Linked DNA regions of Gossypium hirsutum: region 2 is linked to region 1. A link is a contact called in public Hi-C data. All regions are on one chromosome and are shown on one strand. The core of a region is the stretch at or near the end of the contact, and the rest is flanking DNA. Distances in the headings are between cores, read along the strand shown. Region 1 has its middle 15 kb from the start of LOC121225872. Region 2 holds the start of LOC107918521 (probable WRKY transcription factor 57).

Region 1 (5,487 bases), core at 1,641-4,140:
TTTGATGGTTTGAACATACTGCAGAGCCGGAATTATGAGAGAGTGTTGATTCAGACTGATAGTGTGGAGGTTGCCAACGCTATTCAAGAATCTTCATTGTCATCCTTGAATTCTGCTTTAATTTTGCAGATTCATTTACTCTTGAAGAAGGTTGGTCAGTGACTATTACAACATATTCCTAAAGAAGAGAACAAGGATGCAAATTATATACCAAAATGACTTTTGATAGAGAGGAGGGTCTATTATTATTTGCAGTTCCACCTAGAGATATTTCATATGTTTTAAGTTAATGTAACTTTTTGTTTGTTCACACACAAAAAAAAAAAAACAAACACATACTAATATAATTTATTAAATTAAATTTATATTTTTAAATATAATAAGAATTAATTACATTCATTAATTAAAAAGTACAGCAAATATAAATATAAAATTACAAAAAATTGAATATTAACGATCTTAACATTAAAAAAATTAATTTAATAATATATAAAATAAATAACCTATAAGAAATTATTGATAGTATTATTTAAATTCTATTAATATTAATATTCAAGCTATAATAAATGTTTGCATTATTTTAATATTAAATACTTTTAAAATTAAATAATATTCATATAATTTATTCTAAATTAGTTAAATTTTTTTAACAAATTTTGTAATTACATTAATTTTTTAATAATTTTTAAATAAATTTATTAAAAATTTTAAACAAAATTAATGTTTTAAAAATATTATAAATTTAATATATACAATTGACCTTTGCATCGCAGGGAAATACAAACTAGCTTAAATTATAAAACTATCCAATTCACATATATATTTTTTTATCTTTTCTCATTTCTTAGATTTGCTCAAGGGTCGTGTCGCCTACTCAAGTTTGAAGGCCTGTTCAAAACATGGAAAGATTTAGACAAAAATATGAAACTCAAAGAATGGGTTTGGATAAAAAAAATAAGGTCATTTAAAATATGAGTCGGATTTGGGCTCCAACATTCAATGTTTGATCTTCATCCCTCTTGTTTTCTACTTTATAATATATATATTATGTTATATCTATACTATTAATTAAACTACGGACTAAGTTGATGTCATGAGCCAATCGAGCGAACACCAACTCGGTTAATGAAATTATGAAAATATCCTTCTGTATTTAAAATAAATTATATTATTCAAGAATATTTTAATCTTTTTATTAAAAAATCAATATTAGTGGGATTTGAAGCCATGACATTTGAGTCGATATAATTTTAATTTTACCACTCAAATAAGGCATTATTTCCAAATGTTTTGTAAATATTAATTTTATTATGCACATTTTATTACCTCCGTCAATTATACATATCTATACTATTATTTAAATAATCAGTGAAATTACGAAAATATCCTTTCATATTTAAAAAGATTATATTATTCTAAGGTGCTTTAGTCTTTTTATCATAAATTGTTTTGTGCATCGTATTACCCTTATCGATTGTATAACTATACTATTATTTAAACCCCTGACTGAGTTGATATCACGAGTTAACTGGACATCAACTCAGTTGAGAGATTACTAAACTACCCTTACATTTTTAAATAGGTTATACTTTTAAAAGGGTACTTTTGTCTTTTTACATTTTACGTAAAACCATTATAAAATTTGAACTCATGTCAATGTTTTATTCTATTTTTTCTTTACCACTTCAACTAAAATTTTATTCTATTTTTTTTATATATTCCAATGCTATTATCCAAATTGTTTCTCCCACGTCCATATATTTATACTATTATTTAAGTCTCTGATTAAGTTAGTGTCATGAGTCAACCGGACACTAACTTGGTTGGGAGGTTACTAATCTACCTTATGTATTTGAATAAGTTAATTCTTACAATGGAACTTTTATCTTTTTACAATTTTTTATAAAACCAGCATAAAATTTGTATATATTGGTGTTAACGTTAAAAGTCAACTAGATAAGCAATTAGAGTGCATTTAATATTCTTAATTTGATGTATTTACCTATTTAAATTTCTTTTTACTCTCATTTAAACTAGTTTTTTATTTGAATTTCGTATATATTGCATATGTGTTACTATTAGTTTCAAATATTACGTTTCATTTTTTATTACATGTTTTTTTTTTTGAAAAACACACCTATGTTCTAAATATGTGATATATATTAACTCTATAATGTAAACATTAAAAAATATAGATGATGTCTATGTTTAAAATTTCAATAAAATAAAAACATATAAATTAGGAAATGTTAAATTAAAAGTAATATATTTGTGCAGGTTTAGCTATTTACAAATATAAATGGACTTGAGAAAATTAAATAGATATAAAGTGTAGTAAATTTGAACAGGAATCCAACATGAGCCATGAATACAAGTGAACAATGTTGAAATATATTTATTAATAATAATGTTAAAATTTTACAATTATTTAAATTATAAAACCACCTACTTCGCTTCTTCCATTCTCAAATTCTGGCCCATATTGTTACTTTTAAAAAATAATAACCTATCAACTCTCATGCAAGTCTCATTTTATTTTTATTATCATCCATACAAAATGATATAGGTATGCTGTTCAATATTTTAGAATTGAAATGAAAAATCCTTTACTGATGAAATGTAAAAACATGATTTGAGAACCCCCCCCCCTTGTCAGTAAATTAAATATATTAAAACTTGACATTAATTTATAAGCAACAGAAGCCAAATCTCAGGTATAATGCTTAAAATCCCATATTAGCATTATTAGTAGTAGGATTGTCTTTATTATGTAGGCAGGAATATATATAATGTAAACAAAGCATCTGCCATAGGATTAGGGTTGTGACGGCTATCATTTCATGACAGCGAAAGTAAACCAAAAAATGGAAAATGAAAGGGGGATTGGTCCACTCACATTATACATATATATTACCTGAAAACTTTGATCATCTTCAATGGGATCCAGTGGCTTGCCTGCAACCTGTTTGGCAACTTGGAAAATAAGAGAAAAAGTGGTCCTCAAACCCTGAATGCGACTGCACCTGCCTAAGTTTAACTTCATTTCCTTCTTCTTCGTCATGTATAGATATCTTCATTTTAACAAAACAAAACCAGGGTGAATTTTCTAGGTTTTTTCTCAGCCATTGATACAAAGCTTTGAAGATACTGGCAATGCAGTTTGGCTTTTTGATGGTCTACTGCTTCACTACTAATATGATTAAACAATTTTTGAAATATATTTCCAAATTTCATAACGAGGTTTTCTATATGACTCAACCATTTATATATATATATATATATTATATGCAAGTAAATTTATGATATAAAATTTCAAAAGAACAAAAACTAACAACCCTATATTGAATCTTTTAAGAGTAACTTCGTCAAAATAGCTTAAATTTCATTTCCATTATATATGCATATAAATAAATATACATATAGAACAAGAGATATCAATTGTTGCAAGGCTAGCTTTATTAATTTCATATTCAGTAATGGCTTTTCAAAATCTCTCTCACAGTTGTTACATTACCATATCACTTTTATAAAAATATATATATTTTAACTCTTTATTTATTTTTTTCATCTTTTTTAGCTTTTAAACTTAAGTTATTTATCAAATCACCTCAAAAAAGATGAAAAAAAAATTAACACATGTTAACTTTACTGGCATGGCATATAAGTGGATACCACGGTAACAATTAATTACTTTTTAAAATTTAAAATTTAAAAATATATATATAAACTATTTAAAAAATTTAAAAATGTTAAAATTATTAAAAAGTCTAAAAAATATTTTTTAATTTTTAAAAATAATCAATTGTTAACATGACATCCACGTAGTAAGTAACCCACATATGGAAAGTTAATAGACGTTTAACTTTTCAATATATTTTGGGTGATTTGACAAAAACAGTAAGTTTAATGACAAAAAGAGGCATAACATTAAATAAAAAACTAAAATAACTTTTCTTTTTGTACATGTGGAGGACAAAATAAGTCATTATGCCAAGTTAATTTTAGCCTTTCTACTAAAAATTCTTTAGATTAGGTTTTATACATTAAAAATTTATTCAAATCATGACACCATTATAAGTTGTTAAATTATTGATAATTTAGACAAAATATATCATACATAACTATTTTACCAAAAAAACCCAACTATCCAAAAAAATTCATGTCTTTTTTAACTGGCTAAAAAAAATGCAAACTTAACAAATTTTTTTTCAACCACATGATAATTAAAAAAATACATGGATTATTTTGGGGGATGGTTGGGTTTTCTTATGGTCAGGTCAGATTATGGGTAAATTAGTTGGGTATTATATATTTTGTCCATATTATTAGTAACTTAGCACCAAATTATAACAGTGTCATGACTTGAACAAATTTTTCATATATAAGGATTAATTTGTAACAATTTTTAGTAGAGCGACTAAAATAGACTTTACATGGTAGTATTGGGACTCGTGTTAAACTTTGACTCTTATATATATTGGTATTCCAAGTTAATCAGATATCAATTTTATTAATAAAAGACTACTAACTCAATTTTTTTTAAAAAAATTACCAAATATTTTAGGGATAATTTTGTGTTTAAATTTTTATATATAACATATTTAAATAAAATAACTTAATCACTTTTTCTAAAAGAAAACATTTCACTTAAAATATTACTTGAATGGAGTGATGGTTAAATTTTTTTTCAAATACTCGTTTAACACGAGTTCAAATCGTATTATCCCATCCCCTACCTCTAATATTGTATAAAAAAATTTACTTTCTTAAAAATATACCATTAATTTTTTCCTTAAAATAAAAGACTACCATAAATTTTAAAATATATATATTCTATAAATTTTTTTCTTCACACTCACATAGTGAATGTGACAAAAGTTAATATATATATATAAACCCAAAATATATACACATTTTTTACAACCCACTTAAAGTAGCATGGAATTTTTTGTTAAGTGATATATTAGATATTACTTGTTAAGATCTAATGTTGTTAGTGTAGTAATATTATCAATGTATTTGTAATTTTTCAAACAAGTTTGTTTAATAAAATTTCATTTTTCTCATCAATATCTCTTGTATAATTTCCTCAATGAGTTTTTGCATGTAAAGCAAAATGAAAGAAAATATTAACTCCTTAATTATTTAACAATTAACTAATACTAAGTTGCATTATATGGTTGTATCACAATGCGAGAAAACAACTTATATTAGTAGATAGTCTAAATGGTTCATAGTCTAATCGAAATTGAGCAAATAAATTAAAAGATTATTATGTCATTTATTAAGTCCAATTAGGAAAATACCATATATTGGGTATCGGAGCAGATGACTCCTAAAAGCTGGAGACATAGAGTGGTTGTTTAGACTGACAGTACACCAAACATGATCCAAGTAGCATAATCCTAGATTCGTTTATGGGCTTATCACTTGAGACGTCTATAATATGACTTACCTCAATCCTACATAAGTGATGAACTATGTGTG
Region 2 (6,070 bases), core at 200-2,699, 39 kb after region 1:
TTTAAGCTTTGATTTACAATCCAATTTCAATTACCTCTTTCTACAGCCCTTTATTATCCATAATTACATAAATTTATCCTTAATTTTGAAATATTTACACTTTAGTCCATATGTTAAAAATTAACAATTAAACTTTACAAATTAGTTTTTTTCATATCTAAGCTTAAAATCTAACCAAATAACACCAATAACTTCAAGCATTCATCAATGGAAATATTTTGAAACTTTGGCAGTTTCGAAAATAAAACACGGATTAGCTAAATCGAGCTACCACAACCTTAAAAACGTAAAAGTTACAATAAACGAACTTGTATACTTACCTATTTTGAAGGACCGAAGTTCAAACGATCAAAACCCCAATTTTTCTTTCTTGTTTTCGTGGAGAAGACGAGCGGAGAAGGAAGAAATAATAATGTGTTTCTTTTTCTTTTGGTAAATATAATGTGTTTCTTTTTTATTTTTACTTATATGCCTAGTTTTGTACTTAATTAATCTAATTGAATTTAATAAATCTTAATTAATCAATTAAGCGGGTGACAAACAACAACCACTACCGTTTGACATTATTAGAAGGGTCCAATTGCTCAATCGGTCCTTCAATTAATTATAATTTCATAGTAATTAATTTTTACCTCTTTTACAATTTAGTATTTGTACCTTAATTAGTCACTAATTCGAAAAAATTACTTATTCAAAATTCAATTTACCTATATAATAACTCCGTAAATATTTACGTGCTTGGTTTGCGGAAATGAGGTCGCAATATCTCTTATTTCGACACCACTGACTTTAGGGTCATTGCGCTAGTACTTCAATTAATTATCATTTCAATAAAATTTCTAAACCAAAATTCAATATAATTCAAAATAAACTCGTAAATATTATTATCAATAGTTGGAAATGGGGTTCCAAAACTACCGTTTTTCAACACCATTGATAATTGGGCTGTTACATCAGTGAGAATAATTCAACAATCATTTTGTAAATTTTTAAAGTTGAGTGACTAAAACATAGACTTACTAATAGTTTAATGAACTTAAATGTAATTTACCCTAAAATAATTGATTGGGACTTTGAGTATCAGGTTTGTGAAAATTATTTTCGATAGATGAGTTTAATTAATTAAAATTTATCCTATAATGATTTATTCTCATTAAAATAATGGATATAGTTACTTGCAACTTCAAAAATAAAATAAATTAACATTCAACATCTATTGAATGGAATAAACTGGATGTCCTTCAAAAAAAAATCCCACGAATCTCATGTATAGATAAAATAATACTGAAAAATTTTATTTTTATTTTATTGAAAATTAGAATTAATTCAAATTTAAATTTAAAATTAAATAAAATTCAAGGTATATCTCAAATATCTGAGAACGATTAAGGGAAAAAATAACATTAAAAAAAGCATTGCCAAGAGAGGGAAAAAAACATGGTGCGTCCTTATGTCGGAAAGTATCTCTTCTATTTTTCTCTTCATTCATGCGCGTGGGCCCACGCACACCCGCTTCCCTTGCTCTTCATCTTCTTTCTCCTCCTTTGCTTAAATATCAACCTCCCGTCACTATTTTCAGTTGACGCCGATTTTTCTAAACTTATCTTTTTTCTGTTCTCCCCCAATCTCTCTTACTCGCGCGTTCTTTTCAGTTTCCTTTTTTTTCTTTCTCTTTTTCTGTTTGGACGACGGGAAAAAATAACTAGCCAAAAACCCTAGCTCTCTCTCCTTCATTCCTTTTTTTGTTTTATTTTCTCTCTACGTTTTCTTTTAGATTTCATTTGGACGTGCTTTGAATCCTGTTATTTTCTTTGTATGTTCTATTCTTTTTTTGGATGAAGGTTTAGAGGATGGAAGATAAAGAGGGGCTTGATCCAGCTGGGACTGAGTTTAAATCCGATTCGAGCTCGAGCTGGACACTTGCTGGACCTGACTCAGTCTCGGATAGCATCAATTACTTCTTCGATAGGGAAAGCAGTATACTGAGTGAGTTTGGTTGGAATATTCTACAACTGGACCATGCCGATGAGATTGAAAGGTTCGGTGAACTAGACCGAACCGACGCCAGTCGTGGTTTGGCGGGAAATTTTAGCGGCTCGCAATCGCAAAGCTGTGGTGCAGCTGGTGGTTCGTGTTCAGGGGCAGCGTCGAATCCGGTCGGGTCAGCTGAAGTGCCGACATCGAATCCGTCGGTGTCGTCGAGCTCCAGCGAGGATCCGCCGGAGAAATCTACGGGCTTCGGCGGGAAACCGCCTGAGATACCGTGAGTACTAGTGAACCAATGATGAAAGTTAAAAAATAATTTTAAAAACCTTTATCTTTTGTTGTTTTGTGCTACTTTATGAGACTGAGTTGTAATTAAGTACGACTTCGGTGGGCAAAAATGACAGATGGTAATAAAAGCCACCGTATCAAAAGTCATGCAAATTTCGGTGTCCGTACAGTGAAACTGCATAAAATAAATATAACAACCTCGTTTCATGCAAGTTGGGGAAGAAGGGTTGAGGCAGTTTCGTAAATTTAGGGAAATAATTGGTCCAATTAAGGCAAATAGAGAGGGCGAAAAATAAAAGCGACTTTTTGCCTATTAACGAAGTGGCCTTCAACACCGCCGTTATTGCGGCGGCAATGGCGTGCTTTGCTTTGAGAAATCTTTTTTTTTTTTTACGGCAAAAAGCGGAAATATAGCTGGGAAAATCCTCTTTAATCTTAGATACTGCAAATTAGAATAATTTAGGAACATGTTCCTTTTTTTTGGTATGAAGTCTGTCTTTTGTTCTGAATTCATCCCCTCTCTGAAGCAATATATACTGAGATGTGTTTTCATTGTTTCAGGAATTGGGAAATGCAGTTTATAGTTTTACTTACTGCCTGTTCATGCATTCTTAAAAAAGAAATAGAAAAACTATAACTTTATTTATTGACATTTAGTAGCATTTAGATTCATAAAATGTTCTTTGCTGTTAATGGGCATTGATCAGACATCTCATAAAATCATGGGTTTCTCCCATATTGATGCCTTTCATGGTATTAGAAAGTTCATTGTCTTACTTAGAAACTTGATTTTCATCACATTGCAGTATATGAAGTATATAAATATTTTTCAATTATTTTCTTGATTACATTGAAGACATTTACCTTAGTAGTTTCAAGTTTCATATTTCTTTCAATTGCATAGCTTGAAATTGCTTAGACAGGTCCCAGACATTTTGATTATAGTTATCTTTTGTTAAAGATTAACACACTGATGCATGGGAGAATAACAAGTAATGAACCACTGATTTAATATTTAGCAAGTAGATTGAAACATACGCATCAACCTTTTTTTAAAGAAAAAAATATTTTAATGTTTTAGGTTTTTTTTTTCTTTCCATTTTGATCATTTGTAGGTGGAATATTTTTGTAGGAGTAAGGTGAGGAAGAAGGGGCAAAAGCGAATTAGGCAGCCACGTTTTGCTTTTATGACCAAGAGTGAAGTTGATCATCTTGAAGATGGCTACCGATGGCGAAAATATGGACAAAAAGCTGTTAAAAATAGTCCATTTCCTAGGTCTGTTGCTATTTCTCTATTATGAATATGATTGAGAGAAAACTGACATATTATCCACTTTTCAATCTTGATTCAATGCCTGTTTTCTGTTCAATAAAATAAACTTCAAAGTGAAACATTGTAAACCATATTTTCACTTTCCAATATTATAATAAAAAATTTTCTTTTCAGAAGTTTGTGTTTTGATGAATTCTACCTTCTTTGCTCTTTATTATAGGAGATTCCATCAGTTCATTGACAAAAGATGCCCCGAAATCAAAGGGTTATAAACTAGAGTTAATGATATCTTTCTTTAACAAAAGTCCAATACGTTGATTATTAAACCACTATCGTGTCATAGGATGAGATTCCATCAGTTCATGGCTATATGATTGATAAGACGTGTCTATACAGATTAAAACCTTCTCTAAATCTTAGGTCCACGATCCTTTTAATTATTAATTTGACTAATCTTATTTTTCAACTGCATAAATACTTTTTTCTTAATTCAGCCATATTTTATGTGAGAATGCACCATCTCCATGCATTACATAAAATGAGATCAAATTTATGAAGCACATGTAGAGTAACAAAAATCAATTATGGCTTCAGGCAAATTATTAATTGATGGAAAGAAAATTTTCAGAATCTTGTGCAAAAGCTGAGCCAGTTATTTAATTTTACAGGAGTTACTATCGCTGCACAAATAGCAAATGTACAGTGAAGAAGAGGGTGGAACGCTCCTCTGAAGATCCCACCATCGTCATTACTACATATGAAGGTCAACACTGTCATCATAGTGTCGGTTTCCCCCGTGGTGGACTCATCAGCCATGAAGCTGCCTTTGCCGGTCAGTTTACTCCTGGAGTCTCTCAATTTTATTATTCACAAGGGGTACAGTTACATAGGGGAATTTCTCCAAGCACAACGCAGTCACAGCAATTGCCCATTGAGGTAAGAGAATCTCGAGCGCTGCCAGAACCCACCTCACAGCTGCCAAAAGATGAAGGGTTACTTGGAGATATTGTGCCTCCTGGCATGCGTAAGACGTGAGAAAGAAAATATGGTATGCATAGCTTCCTTCACTTGAGTTCACATATTGTCACACTGCCATATTATAACTCTGACACGCTTAATCTGCCTGAATTTCTTGTGTTTTTGTTCACTTGTCTGTGTGCTTATTTCTAGAATGTATACTTACGCTTCTTGTAAGTTGACTGTTGTTGAGTGCAAGGGTTGAGGGAGAGGACTATAGTATCAAACTTTTTTTATATATTTAACTCAAGAGGAACAACCAGTATGAAGGCGTCAAGAAGATATAACTTCTTTCCTCTTGAAGGGGGATTACTTTTTGGAAAGTATTAGTTCATAGTTTTTGTTAAGTTATAACTTGCTGAACGGTGGCTTGGCCCTGGGCTGATGATCTATGGTTAGACCCTGGAAGAACCTCTAGGATTGAAATGTTATAATTCCGCTTCTGGGTCAATAAAATTACAATCTTGACTTAGGAAAGAAGGGGTATGGTGGATGAATAAGGGACTAAGCACCGAGTATTTTACTAGTTAGGGCTTCAGCTTAGTTACTGATAAGATTCAGCCTCCTATGGTCACGAGGCCTTCACAGGACTGGAGCTTCTTAGCTAGTATAGCTAATGGACCACTGTGATTAATATTTGGCTATTTAACCCCACAAGAATGAGGTATAGAACCGTTTTTTGACATTTGTAGACCAGTCCTAGTCTACCTTGGAACGATAAATTGTATTGGAGAACTAACCGACCACGACCTTAATCATTGATGGATATATGAACAATGATATGGTAGGTCACGTTCATCTTAATTTGTGATTTATTTACTTGTTCCCTCGCAGCAATACATGATGACTAGCATCTGTTGCATAGTTTTTATTAGCTACTAGTTTTTGTGGACTGCCCTATTATATCTTTGATGTTACCCTTTTTATTACGCTTAATCAAGGATCCTGAAAGGCCTTTCTAGACACTGGATCAATTGAGAGATTATATCATTAGGAATAGTGAAAAGACAATTAATAACCAATAGAATCTTCTGGATTGACGTTTTACACATGTGGTTCTCAAGTTTGAACCTAAAGGGTTATCCGTAAAGTACATTTGATAAACTACTAAATTCACCTCACAAGTCACTATGCATTGGCAAGAGATTTAGGGGTTTTTAGTTTGGGTAAAATTGTTTGAGATAACATCTGAGAATTTGGATTTTAAAAATATTGTTTGAGTAGTATCCATGATTATTAGTATATATTTGTTAGATGTCTATTTAATAGTAAAATGCAATAATTTATTTATTTGTATGCATTTTATTCTTACAATTTATAATAACAAATGTGATAAATAAATGTTTTGTATATGTGATCTAAATTTAATTTTTAAGGTACCAATGTTAAATCGAGTGGTAAAAAGTTTGATGTCATTTAAATAAATTTTGGATTTAAATCTTATGACTAAAGAAAATAATATAGGAAGAGTTTGTCTTTCATTTAAATTTCAATTTAACTCAGATT

Evidence for each region. A called contact is a pair of places that touch in the nucleus more often than the background predicts.
Region 2: a Hi-C map of leaf shows a contact between it and region 1, with 2.5 times the contacts expected there. The contact joins the promoter of LOC107918521 here to the enhancer-like site in region 1. A contact is called at or near these places in 4 of 34 Hi-C or Micro-C datasets (anther and leaf).

What each region holds. Positions count from the first base shown.
Region 1 is chrD13:15,875,796-15,881,282 of Gossypium_hirsutum_v2.1, forward strand. No RefSeq gene overlaps it. Among protein-coding and RNA genes, the nearest start is that of LOC121225872, 15 kb to the left of the region's middle. Within about 2 kb of position 2,891, at least 1 of the 9 cell types and tissues checked has an H3K27ac peak or open chromatin away from gene starts, as enhancers often do. A contact at or near this core is called in leaf, where this site is marked.
Region 2 is chrD13:15,915,901-15,921,970 of Gossypium_hirsutum_v2.1, forward strand. It overlaps LOC107918521 (probable WRKY transcription factor 57), which reads left to right and starts at 1,450. Exons shown (of 5, transcript XR_005922771.1): 1 at 1,450-2,263; 2 at 3,407-3,550; 3 at 4,216-4,595.